Linked DNA regions of Hordeum vulgare: region 2 is linked to region 1. Evidence: chromatin contacts called from public Hi-C data. All regions are on one chromosome and are shown on one strand. Each heading gives the region's core, a stretch centred on a gene start, on an enhancer-like site or on the middle of the called end of the contact. The rest is flanking DNA. Distances are from core to core; before and after follow the strand shown.

Evidence for each region. Hi-C and Micro-C count contacts between places; a contact is called where the count stands out from the background.
Region 2: a contact with region 1 is called in a Hi-C map of leaf, with 7 times the contacts expected there. The contact joins the promoter of LOC123449273 here to the promoter of LOC123449272 in region 1. A contact is called at or near these places in 3 of 6 Hi-C or Micro-C datasets (leaf and seedling) and 1 of 1 datasets of contacts at active chromatin or transcription factors (embryo).

What each region holds. Positions count from the first base shown.
Region 1 is chr4H:526,121,043-526,124,765 of MorexV3_pseudomolecules_assembly, reverse strand. LOC123449272 (nuclear pore complex protein NUP155) reads left to right here and starts at 2,352. Exons shown (of 13, transcript XM_045126422.1): 1 at 2,352-2,630. The coding sequence starts at 2,466.
Region 2 is chr4H:526,684,227-526,687,780 of MorexV3_pseudomolecules_assembly, reverse strand. LOC123449273 (protein VAC14 homolog) reads right to left here and starts at 1,856. Exons shown (of 20, transcript XM_045126423.1): 1 at 1,465-1,856; 2 at 1,242-1,355; 3 at 1,087-1,155. The coding sequence starts at 1,557.

The sequences.
Region 1 (3,723 bases), core at 1,103-3,602:
ATGGTTCTTAAAGCGCGGAGCAGTTTTTGAACATATGTTGAAGATGCTCTTAGAGCAACTCCAACCGTCCGACCCAAATGGACGAAGATTTTGTTCGCTTTTCGTCTGATTGGGTCGTCCGCCGGCTCTGTGTCCGTCCGGTTTATGATTTGGGTCGGCAGCGCATCCAACGCGCCGACCCATATTTGTCCGCATGACCGGCTAGCCGCCGGTTTTCAACAAATACAAACATTTTGCATATATTTTCAAAAGCAAATGAAATAGCATAGTTTCACAACCGAAAATAAAATATAGCAAAGTTCTACAAGCCCAATAAAAATTATATTGTCTAAAAGATACACCTATTGGTTGCCAACATGATCCCACATATGCTCAACCAAATCATCTTGCAACTGAATATGAGTTTTCTAATCACACATTTGATGATGAAACTAGGTGAACTGTGCAAACGATGCCGCTTCTCCGCCATGCTGAAGCACTGCATTGTCACCCTGAAACTCAAACCCTTGATTGTGGAGACATTTCAGACGCTCATCCTCTACGATCATACTGTGCATGATCACACAAACAATCATCACTTTCCACAACTTCCTGGTGCTCCAAGTTATAGCAGGATATCGAACTATGCCCATCAAGATTGCACAACACCAAAGGCACGTTCGACATCCTTCCTAGCACTCTCTTGCTCTTGGGAAAATGTTTCCCTCTTCTCTCCCAAAGGTTTGGAGATTGTCTTCACAATACTGGTCCACCGTGGATAGATTCCGTCAGCTAGATAGTATACTTTGTTGTAGTTGTGATCGTTAATGTTAACATTGACCGACGTGCTGTTGCCTTCGGCAAGCCTTGCAAACACCGGTGATCGTTGAAGCACGTTGATACCATTGTGTGATTCGGCCATGCCAAAGAAAGACTGTCAGATTGAGAGATCTTAAGAGGACACGACCTCAAGTATGACAGTGCAAGCCTTGACATGGCCCTTGAACTGGCCTTGCCAAGCAAAAGGACAGTTCTTCCACCCCTAGTGCATGCACTCTATGTTGCAAAGCATCCATCGGAAGCCCCGACTAGCATTGGTCGCCAACAAGCGGGTTGTGTCCCCAACAGTCGGCTCTCTCAAGTACCAAGGGCCAAATACTGCAATCACAACCTTCCAGAATCCGTACAACGACTCTAGGCACGTAGACTCACTCATACGGACGTACTCATCGATAAGATCATTGGGTATTCCATAAGCAAGCATCCGGATAGCTGCAGTGCATTTGTGATAAGATGAGAAGCCAATCTTTCCAATGGCATCCTCTTTGCACTCGAAGTAGTCATCGTATCCGTCCACCCCCTCTCGAATCTGGTTGAAAACATGCCTAGCCATACGAAAACGACGCCGAAATTTCTGATGTTTGAACATCGGATTGCTTGTGTCAAAGTAGTCCTTCCATAGAATAAAATGACCGCTCTCTCGATTGCGATTCAACGTGGGAACATGCCCCGGAATCGAGCCCTGGAACAACCGCCGCTGCCTATTAAGGTGGTCGTGGACCAACACGGCAAGCATCATCTCCTCATTGTCGGATAAGGAATCGTCAGAGTCGCACAAAACATTATGAAAAAAGAACTCGTCGGCACAATCCATTTGTACCTTGAGACAAACTGTCGAACAACTTGCGGGCGTGGACGAAGAAGCAGATCGGCAATGGTGGATTGGGTTCGGGGAAGCTGCGGTGGCCCGATGGCGTGGGTAGGCGTTGGGCACATACGGGAGGAGGCGCCGGAACTGGGCGGCGGTGGTGACGGGTTGGGGGCGAGGCGAGGGCTAGCTGTCGACGTTGTCGGTAGGGGTGGAGAACTACCAATGTGCCACCGACTCGTGGGCCAGGGGATGAAGAAAGCGCGCGTCGTCCGTGTCCGTTTTGTGTCCGTACCGACCTAAATCACGTTCAAAATTGAACCGAAAATGGATTAGCACGCACATGAAAAACGGACGCGCGTCCGTTTAGGTCGACACGTTGGACCGTCTTTTCTCTCTGCGCGGATCCAAACAAATGACGAACGAAATGGGTCGCCTCATTAGAGTTGCTCTTAGAATTAATTTTTTTCTTCAAAAAAGTGGGAGGAGCTCCGTTCGTCAAACCGAGGCTTCAAAACCAGGCTCAGTTCGAATGGCACAAACGGAAAACGGACCCCGACCGAGCTCGTTCACAACCACGCCTACCGCAAAAAGCTGCGCCCGGGGCCGGGCCCACCGGTGAGTTTCACGGGAAGGGAAGGGAAGGGGAAGGGGAAGGGAAGGGGAAAATCCCCCTCACGCGCCACTGCAAAATCCAGACCCCGCCCACGAAAACCTCAAAACCCCAACTAAACCAAACCCCGCCGCGCACCGTTCCCCACTGCCCGCCCCCCCTACTTGCGCTCTAGGGTTTTCCGCCGTCCCCCGCCCCTCCTTCCCGCAGAGGCGCGGCGCTCCGATGATGGCGTGGGCGGAGGACGAGGCCATCGGCCCCGACGTCGCCTCGGCGGGGCTGCACGTCTCGGAGCGGATCGGCCGCGACGCCGCCGCGCAGCCCGACCTGGAGGAGGCGCTCGAGGCCTCGCGCTACGCCTCCCACCCTTACTCCTCGCACCCCAAGGAGGTAACCCCCCCGCCACCGCCCGCGTACTGTCTTCTAGGGTCTGTGCGCGCCCGAGTCGTTGATCTGCAGCAGCGTATGTTTTCCTTTTCTGGCGGAGCTTCGCGTGGGTTAACTAGTACAGTACTGGGGGATTCGTGGACATTTTTTTTAGTCTTTCCGTTCTCCCTGCTGGGTGGACTTTGGGTTGGAAGCCGTCGAAGGCTGAGGTGAACACCGTGTAGTTGAAATTGGACCTGCTTACTTGGAGCTTGGTAGGAAATTGAGGTGATTTTTTTCCATAAACGCAGTGCCGTATCATTTTGACAAAATTGGCTGTCTATGGGAAACTTTGCGGCGAATCCTGTGGAATTTAAGGTAAAAATTCCGGGAAACAAGCTTAAATTGTAGCTGTGCACGTTTGACAATTTACATGGGAGACTAAATCAGGGGGTTCTAGTTTTTTTTTTGACTTAGTGATCTGGGGTTGAACACAACAGGAAAATAATACAATGTTTGCGACGTTGCTTATCACTGTGTGAGGCAGTGAGCTTCCTTCTTTACTAAGATTCATTCATGAGCAGGCCTAGGTATATAAGTGTTTAAGCTTGGCAACCAATCAGGGAAACCGCAAAGGGTGCATCTGAGCTCAAGGATAGGAGAGCTTAATCATGTCTCTATGCAAGCTCATTGCCATTATACAATACTATTTAACAGTAGACCTTCTAACACTAGAGGTTATTCAAATGTTTCTTTGCCCACCCACTTTAACTCTTTTAGGTGATGAGCATCCTTCATTTCTGGCGACGGATTCAAGTTATAGCTGGAACAAAATTAAGGATTTAGGGGCTATCTTTTTCTTGCTTGTTCCTGTGGGAATAAAAAGGTGTGGTGGATATGTCCCTGTTCAGTTCTAACATATGAGGAGTTTCACCTGAAAGCTTGGGGACCCAGGATTTTTTTGCCTCAAATGCAGTAGATCCTTAAGTCTTGTTAATCAATAATTTTCATGATACTGGATAATAATTGTTAGTATTAGTGATAGAGATCTTTCCTTACTCCTTGAGTGTGAAAAGTGCACATTTGCAATCACGTAAATACATTGGTTTTGTAAGGC
Region 2 (3,554 bases), core at 607-3,106, 560 kb before region 1:
TGGTGCTTAAAGGGATACTAGCAAAGTTACTTAGGAGCTGTACTGTCATGCAATATCACAGGACAGCAACCATATTATGCAAACTAATTCCAAGCTTCACCTTTGAGCTTGTGGACAATTGACAAACATCACAATGCTACCCCATCCCCGACGATGCACACACAGAGCAACAGTAGCGTATTTATCAAGCAGACCAGGCACCAGCACGAACAGAAGGGAGGGGTGGGGTGGGGGTGGCGCAAGTAACAGAATAGAGTTTATGCTGTATACGGCATTGATGGAATGCATAAATTAATAACTAATAAGACAATTTTGTCACGGATCGGCCAGTGGCATGTGACAATTTTGTTACCGTATCCCATCTTTCCTCCAAATCCAACCTATCAACTCCAGGAGACTGCACTAATGTGCCTCCATAAGATTCTCGCATGCTGTGGCTCGCAATATGAACAAAAGAAAGATATAACTAATATATCCAGTACGTCAAATGCTATTACCCCCACAAAAGAATACTAGAGGGAAAAGGGGCAGACCCTCCCAGCAACCATGGTGAATCCACACGCTGAACGATTTTATGACATTAGCACTAATAAGAACTTCATAAAATCCCATCCAGCCAGTCCTAAGTGGCTGGGCCCCAAAAGCTTTCCATATTCTTCTGAGAACACACAACATCTTTCCATATTTCTTATTACTATAAATGGCTGGGCCCCAACACTTGAACTATGATATTAGCATGCAAACGAAAAGAAATAGCCAATGAAAACTACACGAGTCAAAAACCATCATTGCATCTAGTATTTTTACTAAAATTAACGATTAATCACATGAATGCAGCTGCGACTGTGAAGCCAGGTATTGTCTTCAATGACCATTACCGAACCTCAATAAGCCAACTGGCTACTGCAGTACTACCAATAGCAATCCAGTCCCACAATTGCTCTCGCGGTTTATATGACATTTCATAAAATCAAGGCAGAGAAGTCTCAAGACACAGAGGTACAGAATAATTCTACACAAAATTAATTGGATCAAACTAGATGGAATTTCAATAAATATATTTGGTCACAAGGTCAATTGCCAAACCTCAAGGTGCTGAGCAGCCTCACTGGTGAGCCCTACAGTAACTGCCGCGAGACCAATCAATCCGCCCTGCTAACAACAAAACACCATAGAAGTTAATAAATCTGATCGCCCAGCAGCAGCAGCAGAAACAAGAGTCATAGCAAATCCTAGCAAACCTTCCGGTGGTTCGCCTGCGGGGAGTATGTGAAATCGTTGGTGAGCAGACCGATCACAGCCGCAATCTTGTCGTGCTCCCCCGCTGTGGACAGCTGCTTCACGATCCCCTCAATCTACACCACCAACACACCACGGCCACAACAAAAAAAATCAGCCACAAATCCCGGGCGATTGCTCGAACGAGGCCCCGCCCCGTCTCCCAAAGCAATCGAAATCCCTCACCTCGAGCGCAGCGTTCTTCCGCTTCTCGTAGAGCTTGTCGGCGAGGTTGCGCAGCACGGCGCCCGGGATGATGGAGAGCGCGTCGGCGGCCATCGCGGGAGAAACCCTGGCAGCAGATCCCCTCCGCTAGAGCGTCTCGATCGCCGGCGATCGCCGCATCGGCCCGCGGCGCCTCGCAGCCACACAGGCCCCGACGACCGCGGCGTAACCCTAACCCCGGGGAGGCGGAGGGGCGCGGGGACGCGGAGGCCTAGTAGAGCCCTAAAGCCCAGCCCGAGCTCCCGAGCTCGCGCGCGGCAGCAGAAACGCGAGCCTGGGAATGGATTTGGGGGCGGAGACGGTGGTGGTGTGATCTGTGGAGGGGGAGGGGATCGGGGCGCTCTTCTTCTCCTTCCCTTCCCAGGGGTAACGTTTACCGTTGTGGCGGCCATTAACGGCGCCTGTTTCCCGTGGGTGCGGGTCCAGCGTGGAGGCGACCCTGCCAGGTGGGGACGGGTGTCGGGGCGGTGCAGGGGGCTCGGTCCAGGGCGCACGCGAGGCCGTGGACTGGCTGTCTTCGTGCGGCAACTGGATTGCGTGCTGGCGGCTGGGTGGCCTCGGTCCAGGAACGCCGTGTGAGGTGGCGGGTGACGGGGCAGGGAGATGGCGCGGGTGGACTGGGTGTATGTGTGGCGAGGGAGGGCCCCCGGTCGTGTCAGCCTTTCTCTTTCCACGGAAAAGGCATGTTATCGTCCGTCTTTCTGGCCAATAACAGGTCCGTTCGTGATAGCGGTCAGTTTGTGGGGAGATCATGCGGCGTGTGAATTGATTTCTTTCCCGGTTATGAACATCTTCAGTTGCCCGAGGAGATCGCGGCTGGAAAAAAACGTAATCCTTCCGGTTAATAAAGAGGTAGTGCAGCTTTTTAGCCATCAAATCATGCCATTTTGTAACGTTTATCTCTTGCTTTTTGTTTTCACATGCGTTATCTTGCAAATCAGCTTTTAGTTCTCACATGTGTCATCTTATAAATCGACATATTTGTGTCACAGGCTCACAATGCCACCAAAGTGAGGTTGTGATCTGTCGAGCCATTCTGTAAATAACCTCGATTGCATGTATCGTATGAAACTATACCAAAATTATCTTGTCAGTTTAGTAATGTAAATCATGATACTATTTATGGAGTTGTTTTTCCTTCGTGTTACTTAAGATTTTGTTTGTTGACGGTTGTGAGGGGCTCAGGGTTGTCGCGGGTCTAGACGTGTCCTCGCCAATCTCGTGCATGATAGCTATCCCCGATGCCTTTCCTCGTCACACTTCTTTCATTTTCAGCACAATAATAATATTTCGTTGTGCTTTCTTGGCACTCCCGATTGATAAAGAGATAGCTTTTTAGCCATCACGTAACATTGTAACATTTATCTCTTGCTTTTAGCTTTCACATGCTATCTAACAAATCAACATGATGGTGCCAAGATGCCAAGGTTTGTCGCTTTTCATGGTAAACGTTTTGAAGCCAAAAGTACCATGCCAGCATTTGGCACTGTAAATTATGTCACTGCTCAGAACTCGTGGTTTTTCATGTTTCTTATGTTTTAGTTGTTGGCGGCTTGGGAGGGGTTTTTCCTGCGCCACACACGAGATATACCATCACCTGTTGCAGACATAATGGATACACGGTGTCCTTCCTCGTCACCCTTTGCCACCTCAGTATCAAACACTTTGACATCTTTTTTTGGAAATCCATAATACTGCTCATTATTATGATATCTAAGATGTTTACTAAGTATTGCCTTGAATTCAAAAATCAGCTAATGATCCCTGATTTGTTATGTCATGGCCCAACGAGTTTATGATAAGATTGGTTACATTTTTTTCTTTTCCTATACGGTTGCATCGGAATGGGCGAGTTTCCGTTGGTCCATCCATCTTTACATCTGTGGAGTGTGATCCATGATAAAATTTGGGACCGGATGGACATTGTAAGTGATGCATTGCACTCCCATTGTTGTAATGGGACATTTTCATTGGCAAAAACAGGTTGATGCCGCGGAGGCACGACCTAAGATGGCCATTAAGACCATCTACATCTTGGTTTGGTTCATACC